Linked DNA regions of Mus musculus: region 1 is linked to region 2. A link is a contact called in public Hi-C data. All regions are on one chromosome and are shown on one strand. Each heading gives the region's core, a stretch centred on a gene start, on an enhancer-like site or on the middle of the called end of the contact. The rest is flanking DNA. Distances are from core to core; before and after follow the strand shown.

What was found. Hi-C and Micro-C count contacts between places; a contact is called where the count stands out from the background.
Region 1: a Hi-C map of the C2C12 cell line shows a contact between it and region 2, with 4 times the contacts expected there. The contact joins two enhancer-like sites. A contact is called at or near these places in 1 of 39 promoter capture datasets (cranial neural crest), 1 of 484 Hi-C or Micro-C datasets (the C2C12 cell line), 1 of 115 datasets of contacts at active chromatin or transcription factors (embryonic stem cells) and 1 of 9 other capture datasets (embryonic stem cells).

Annotation. Positions count from the first base shown.
Region 1 is chr13:107,828,972-107,832,177 of GRCm38.p6, reverse strand. The region is part of intron 5 of Zswim6 (zinc finger SWIM-type containing 6); the gene reads left to right. Among named protein-coding and RNA genes, the nearest start is that of Zswim6, 59 kb to the left of the region's middle. Within about 2 kb of position 1,462, at least 110 of the 459 cell types and tissues checked have an H3K27ac peak or open chromatin away from gene starts, as enhancers often do. A contact at or near this core is called in the C2C12 cell line, where this site is marked.
Region 2 is chr13:107,327,877-107,331,085 of GRCm38.p6, reverse strand. No RefSeq gene overlaps it. Among named protein-coding and RNA genes, the nearest start is that of Gm31715, 120 kb to the right of the region's middle. Within about 2 kb of position 1,870, at least 19 of the 459 cell types and tissues checked have an H3K27ac peak or open chromatin away from gene starts, as enhancers often do. A contact at or near this core is called in the C2C12 cell line, where this site is marked.

The sequences.
Region 1 (3,206 bases), core at 213-2,712, 500 kb before region 2:
CAGCCTCTGTGAAGGAGGTGTGCACACACTCAATGTCCAGTGCAGGTGTTGCCTGGGATCCAGTGATGCTCCATGGAGGTGTTGTAATTAAAGATGGTTTAATGTAGTCCAGGCTGACCTTAAACTTGCTGTCTAGCTGTGGAGTTAGTCCCTACTGAGCACCATGCTGCCAGAGATAGGGCTGGGTAGCTATTCTGCCACTGTATGCCCTTTGCTCTGCAGTGTGACCTATTTGAAGCTACTCTATATATACACAAAAAAGTTTCTGAAAGCATAAATTATGAAGGGTCTTGAGAATATTAGAATATTTAGTGCTGCAGTGTAGCTCAGCGATAGCGTTCCCATGCATAGCCTGCTCAGGGTCCTAGTTTATTCTTCAGTATTATTATCATTAGGAAAAAAAAGGCTTAAGAATTAATAAAATGTTTTTATGCTTAAAAATTAACGTTATTTTCAGAAGCAAAATTTGGGTACTTTAGTTAGGTAGTGGGGAGCATGTGTGTTTAATTAAATTCCGTCTTCAGCAGTATTAAAAGTCAATCAGTTGTGATTTGGTGAGAACATATTACAGACTCATGGGAAGACTGAGTTGCAAGGAATGTTTTGGACCCAGAAAAGAAGGGGTTAAAGGTGAGATGCAGGTAAGAAAGGGTTAAGGGCATTATGCAAGCTGTTAAGTAAAAAGGAAGTGCATTACAAAATGCTGAGCTCAGGAGTCTGGCTGCCAGCCAAGCCCTTGCTTCCCTCACTACAGCTGAGGGCTTTCGAAGCTTCCCACCACTGGGTTTGTCTGAACTGTTTAGGAATGCGGCCGCGGTCGCCAGCTGACGTCAGCGCCACCGGTTCAGCCCCAGGCCAGAGCGGTGCTCAGACTCTGCTTGCTGGAGTGGGCGGGGAGGGGCGGGGCAGGGCGGGATCCGTAAGTGATTGACAACGAGAGGGTCGGATCGCTTTGGGTGCCGGAGAGGGTTACAGAAACCTTGGGGTGAGGGAGCAGGTTAGGAGTTTTTAATACTAAGATTGTCGATAATGATACTTTGTAGTAAAAGACAACAACTTTCTTTTTTGTAAGTTCGGTACGGCTTCTGTTTAATTTTAAACAAAACCAAATATAACTTACATATTAACTTGGATATTTCAAACTCTATTTCCCCTCTTTTGAGAAAGGAAGAGACTGTAAAGTCTTGCAGATTTTTCGGATGAAGGAACAGAAAGGTGGTTTTTGCTGGATACTGAGACCTTTGACTTTTGTTACTAAAATCCATTTTTATTTTTGACTTGGCACAGGAAAGAAATCTAAGAAGCTCTCATGCAGTGTAAAGCAGAGATCAAAAAATAGGGAAATATAAGTGAAAAAGAGTCAAATTCGAAAATATCTGCATGAAAACCATCCTGGACACGATAGCTCTGGGTTATTGAGGCTGACACATTAGCCTTTGAAGAAAAATGTTGGCTTTAACCATGATGGCATCTTTACTAGGCTTAGAGCTGTTTTTCTCTTAAATCTGTCCCTTTTCTGTGCCTGTTAACAGTTAACTTCACCGTTCACATTTGTTTTTCTTGACTTAATTAAATCATTTTGCTTAGTCATAGCTGAGAGTTTTGTTCGTCTTCTAGCTCTTGGTTAATGTGAGTGAGAATCACAAATTTATTAGCTATTTTTGTGTGTAGGGTGTTTAGGCAACTTGAGGTGTGGGTAGTGGACCTGGGACAGTCCTGGATGAAGGCTCTGAAAAGGGGTCACTGAACTTCCTGGAAAACTTCAGTGACTTGACTAGGTTAACAAAGAAAGGCTGCTTTGATTGGCTGCTGAAGTTACCTCTGCTGTTCATTTTAATTGACTGTTAAGAAACATCTTCTGGAGCTAGAGAGAGATGGCTCAGCAGTTAAGAGCACTGACTGCTCTTCCAGAGGTCCTGAGTTCAGCTCCCAGCAACCACATGGTGGCTCACAACCATCAGTAATGGGATCTGATGCCCTCTTCTGGTGTGTTTGAAGACAGCTACAGTGTACTCACATAATAAGTAAATAAGTAATTCTTTAAAAAAAAAAATCCAACTTCTTCTGCGTGATCTTGATCATTCCATTAGGCGTCGTGGTCACCCATCCTGTGAGTCACGAGGGTTTAATTATGTGAAGAGGCTTATAGACTAAGAAAAAATACACCACACAAACTTGGACTTTGCAAGTTTGGCAGAGGCAAAATGGTCAGTCACAAATTACCCAAGGGCTTCTGAGGGCAGTGCTAAACTGACAGAATTTAAGGGTGTTCTGAGTTTTTATAGCAGTATTGTAATAATTGGAGTGTTTTCTTCTCAAAGTGTGCATGTGTGTGTTTTATGGCAATATTTAGGATAAAAACATGCACTTGTATGTAACAATATAAGATGATTGTGATTGGCCATGTGAGTTTCCAGACCCCTTTTCTGCACAAAGGTCACAGTTAAAGACATCATCACTAGTTTTTTAAAAACCTGTCTTTCGGTATCTGCTTTTGGGTCAGCTAGGGTTATGATGTGTGTATGTTACCATTCTTTAAAACTTCTTTGCCGGGTGGTGGCGCACGCCTTTAATCCCAGCACTCGGGAGGCAGAGGCAGGCGGATTTCTGAGATCGAGGCCAGCCTGGTCTACAGAGTAAGTTCCAAGACAGCCAGGGCTACACAGAGAAACCCTGTCTCGAAAACAAACAAACAAACAAACAAACAAAACTAAGACATGGATGTATGGGGGGTGGGCTGCTGCTGCTGCTGCTGCTGCTGCTGCTTCTGCTGCTGCTGCTGCTGCTGCTGCTGCTTCTTCTTCTTCTTCTTCTTCTTCTTCTTCTTCTTCTTCTTCTTCTTCTTCTTCTTCTTTCTTCCTTCTTCCTTCTTCCTTCTTCCTTCTTCCTTCTTCTTCCTTCTTCTTCCTCTTCCTCTTCCTCCTCCTCCTCCTCCTCCTCCTCCTCCTCTTCTTCAAGTGAGGACAAAGACTTCATAAAGTATTTATCAGTGAAAGGTACTGAGAGCTTCAGTTATTCAGGTGCCTTTAACAGGGCTTGGACTTTCAGCAATCAGAGTTTTCTGTCAAAACAAAGTCCCAGATCATTGTCTATGTAAGGTTGTCTTACAGGTCAGGTGGGTAAATGAAGTAAGGTGGTCCTAGGAATCACTAGAGACAAAAGAGGCCAGATGTCTGCACAACAAAAGGCATTCATAGGCTGCTCAG
Region 2 (3,209 bases), core at 621-3,120:
CAACCACCCACCATGGGTAGTGGAAAAGAAAGTTACTAGGATATGGGCGAAGTGGACCTGTTTAGAAATAGTTCTTTGGAGCAGATCCCATCTGTGGTGGCAGGAAATCAGCAGTTCAGTTCACAGGTCAGCAGTGGCAGCTTGATCCACTTGCAGACACTTCCTGGACCAGCGGTCCAGTTCAGTGGTGTTAGGATAGCAGTATGACCTAGGAGGAACAGGCAGGCCTCAGCTGAATCTGCATGACTCAGCAGGAGACATTGGGACCAGCAGGAACACTAGAAGTTCACTGCCATGCCTCTCTCAGCGAAGTAAAGATCAGTGAAGACGAGAGACCAAGAAGCATTGTACAGCAAGATCTACCAATAAGCCTCTCTCACAGTCCCTTGAGTCCTATTTATAATCCCTCCAAGCACCATGTGTCCTTAATGGGTCTTACCTCATCACATGTCTTGCCTCAGCATGTGTGTCTGTCTTAGCAAAACTCCACGAGAGTCTGTCTCAGCTGACATCACTTTGCCACTTGGCCCAAGTCCAAGGAAGCAGCAAGATGCTGCAAGCATACCACCAGTTTTGTTTTTGTTTTTGTGTGTTTCTCTCTATGGAGTCCCAACAAATGGAGCTCAACTATGCAATATAAGGTGGACCACTACATGCCTGTTGTTATCAAAGAATTCTTCATCATGTGTCTTTTCATGTGCTTGCTTTAGAAGAACATCCTTTCACCTGTTTCTGCTTCAGGAAAGCACACCTTCACATTTGCCCTAGCAGAACATCATCCAACACAACTGACTCTCCAAAGAACCCTTAAGTTTCCACTTTAGAGGGTACATTAGCTTACACTGTGTGTGTGTGTTTGTGTGTGTGTTTAACTGAGAAAGATAAAATTATGTATATGTCAGTTATAGCCAAAAAAAGTCAGGCATCTTGGCACAATATTTTCCACTATAGTACAGTTTATATAACTAAGAAGATTATAAAACTTTTATTTTGCATCTCAGCCACTTTTTCAGCAGTATATGTAAAGTAGAAGCATAAATATATTGTTTATTTAAACTAAGCCTTTGATTGTAGTTCAGAAGTTCAAAGATTACTATAGAAAGTTGGTAAGTGGATCCCTGGGGCAATAGGAAACAGGTTTTTAAATTTTATTTATTTTATTTTTTGGATCCCATAAGACTCATTTCCAAACCCTATGGGGTTTTATCAAGCTGAGCTTTGAGTATCCTGATCTTTTCAGACTCCAATTAACTTATGCTGTTCTTTGGGTTTTAATTCTGCCCTGCCTTGCTCATCTCCAGCGAGAAGAAAACTAACATTGGAAACATGGTTTAAGCAAAGTGGTGACTGGGAAATTTCTTTTTTCAAAGGGGGGAATTGGGTTCCCAAGGGAGAGAACAAACATCCTAAGCTACTTGGACTACTACAAACAGAATCTGTGATAATGTCAAGAAGCAGAATATGGGGCAACAAGAAAGGAGGACACCTACCCAAAGAAGCAGAGGCAGCGTCTGGCCAGCCCGCTGAAAGTGAGTACATTTATAGCTCTGGGAAGAGCTGGCAAAGATAGCTTTCCTTTCCTGTCCCTCAGCCTTTCTGCCCGGGTCCACAGCTTTGTTGCACTCATTCTGTTCCTGTCAGGCAATTCTGAAGCCATTGAAAGACGATTGGTTTTTGTTCCTGGCAACCCGTAGCCACAACCAGCAAATTTAAACTCCTGGCTAGCTTCAAAGAGCAAGAGAGAACAGGGGTATCCTGCGTCCATGTGGGAGGGAGGTGACTCTGAAGTTTTCATAGAGAAGATAACCATTGCACATGGGCAGGCCAAACAGGCCTTGGAAAAAGGCCTTAGACTTGAGTCAACCATGAGTAAGAGTCTATGAGCACAGTGACTACAGCTAGTTACACGCTTAGCAAGACTTAGACTAAACATTGTGGCCTGTGTGCTTTCTCTGGTGTTTATTATATCCCATTTGTAGAAGTATCCATAACATTTTTAGAATTTTTCTGTACATGCAAGTTTATAACATTTCATTTCTATGCATGCAAATGGCCAACGTGAATCAGTGCTTACCCTAATACCCATCACTGGACGAAGCACTTGTCTTCTCTTGGTTTAATTTTACAATTGTAGAAGAAAATGCCTCATTCCAATGCTTATTTGTTGAAATAGTGTAGAGTTCTGTCATTCAGCTGATGTGAAAACCAAGGATAACTTGCCTTGGGGGTTATGCAACTAATAAACTATGGCATAATTCCACTCAGAGGTATTTTTAGGTCCCAAAGCCACGTTCTAAATCCTTACCCAGTAGAATTCTGAGAGCAAAGTTTCAAGTCTAACTCTGCTAAGCCTCAGACTCCACAGTTGGTTTAATGAGAGGTTAGGATGCTATGACTGGCCAGTTCTGGGATGGTATGGTCTCTTGAATCAAAGCTTGCTAACTTGGCAGAAAAAAAAAAGGAGTGTTCCTGGGCCTCCTCCACCCTGGCAGCTCTGCTTAAAGACACAGGGCATGTAAGGTAGTTTTGCTCTTGATAAAATGAGCCCGAGATCTATAAGCTGGCCTCAGCCTTTTGGCGAAAACTCTGAATATATGGTAACCTATATCTATATTTTTCTTCAGATACAGTGAGTCTTAGAATGTCTACCTTCTTAGAAAAGAGTCTCTCTCTAGAGTTCACGTACCAGCAACTACCTCTTTTTTCTTTTCCTATTTTTGTTTTTGGTTCTGTGGCGGGGGCTTTTTGCCTTTTCTTAAAACAATAATTCTCATAAGAGATGTAAATACTCTTTTCCCTCAATAATCTTGAGGCATGGGTTCCAGGAAGCTCATGAATACCAAAACTCATGGATGCACATGTCCCTTAAGACATATCTGCATATAATCTACAAACATCATCCTATGTTCTTAAAACTATCTCTAGATTGCTGCTAATATAGATAGTTGGCATATGATTTTCTTTAGGAAATAATGACAATGATGAAAAGGGCTTGGACACGGTTCATCTAGACCTTTTTCTCTCAATATCTTTAGTCTGTGCTTAATGGACTACGCAGGTACAAAACCTGTAAATACTGAGGCCCACATCTGCATGCTGCTACCATTTCCTCATCTCTCTCTCTCTCTCTCTCTCTCTCTCTCTCTCTCTCTCTCTCTGTGTGTGTGTGTGTGTGGGGGGTATGTCACACATGTGAGAATAGCATCCAT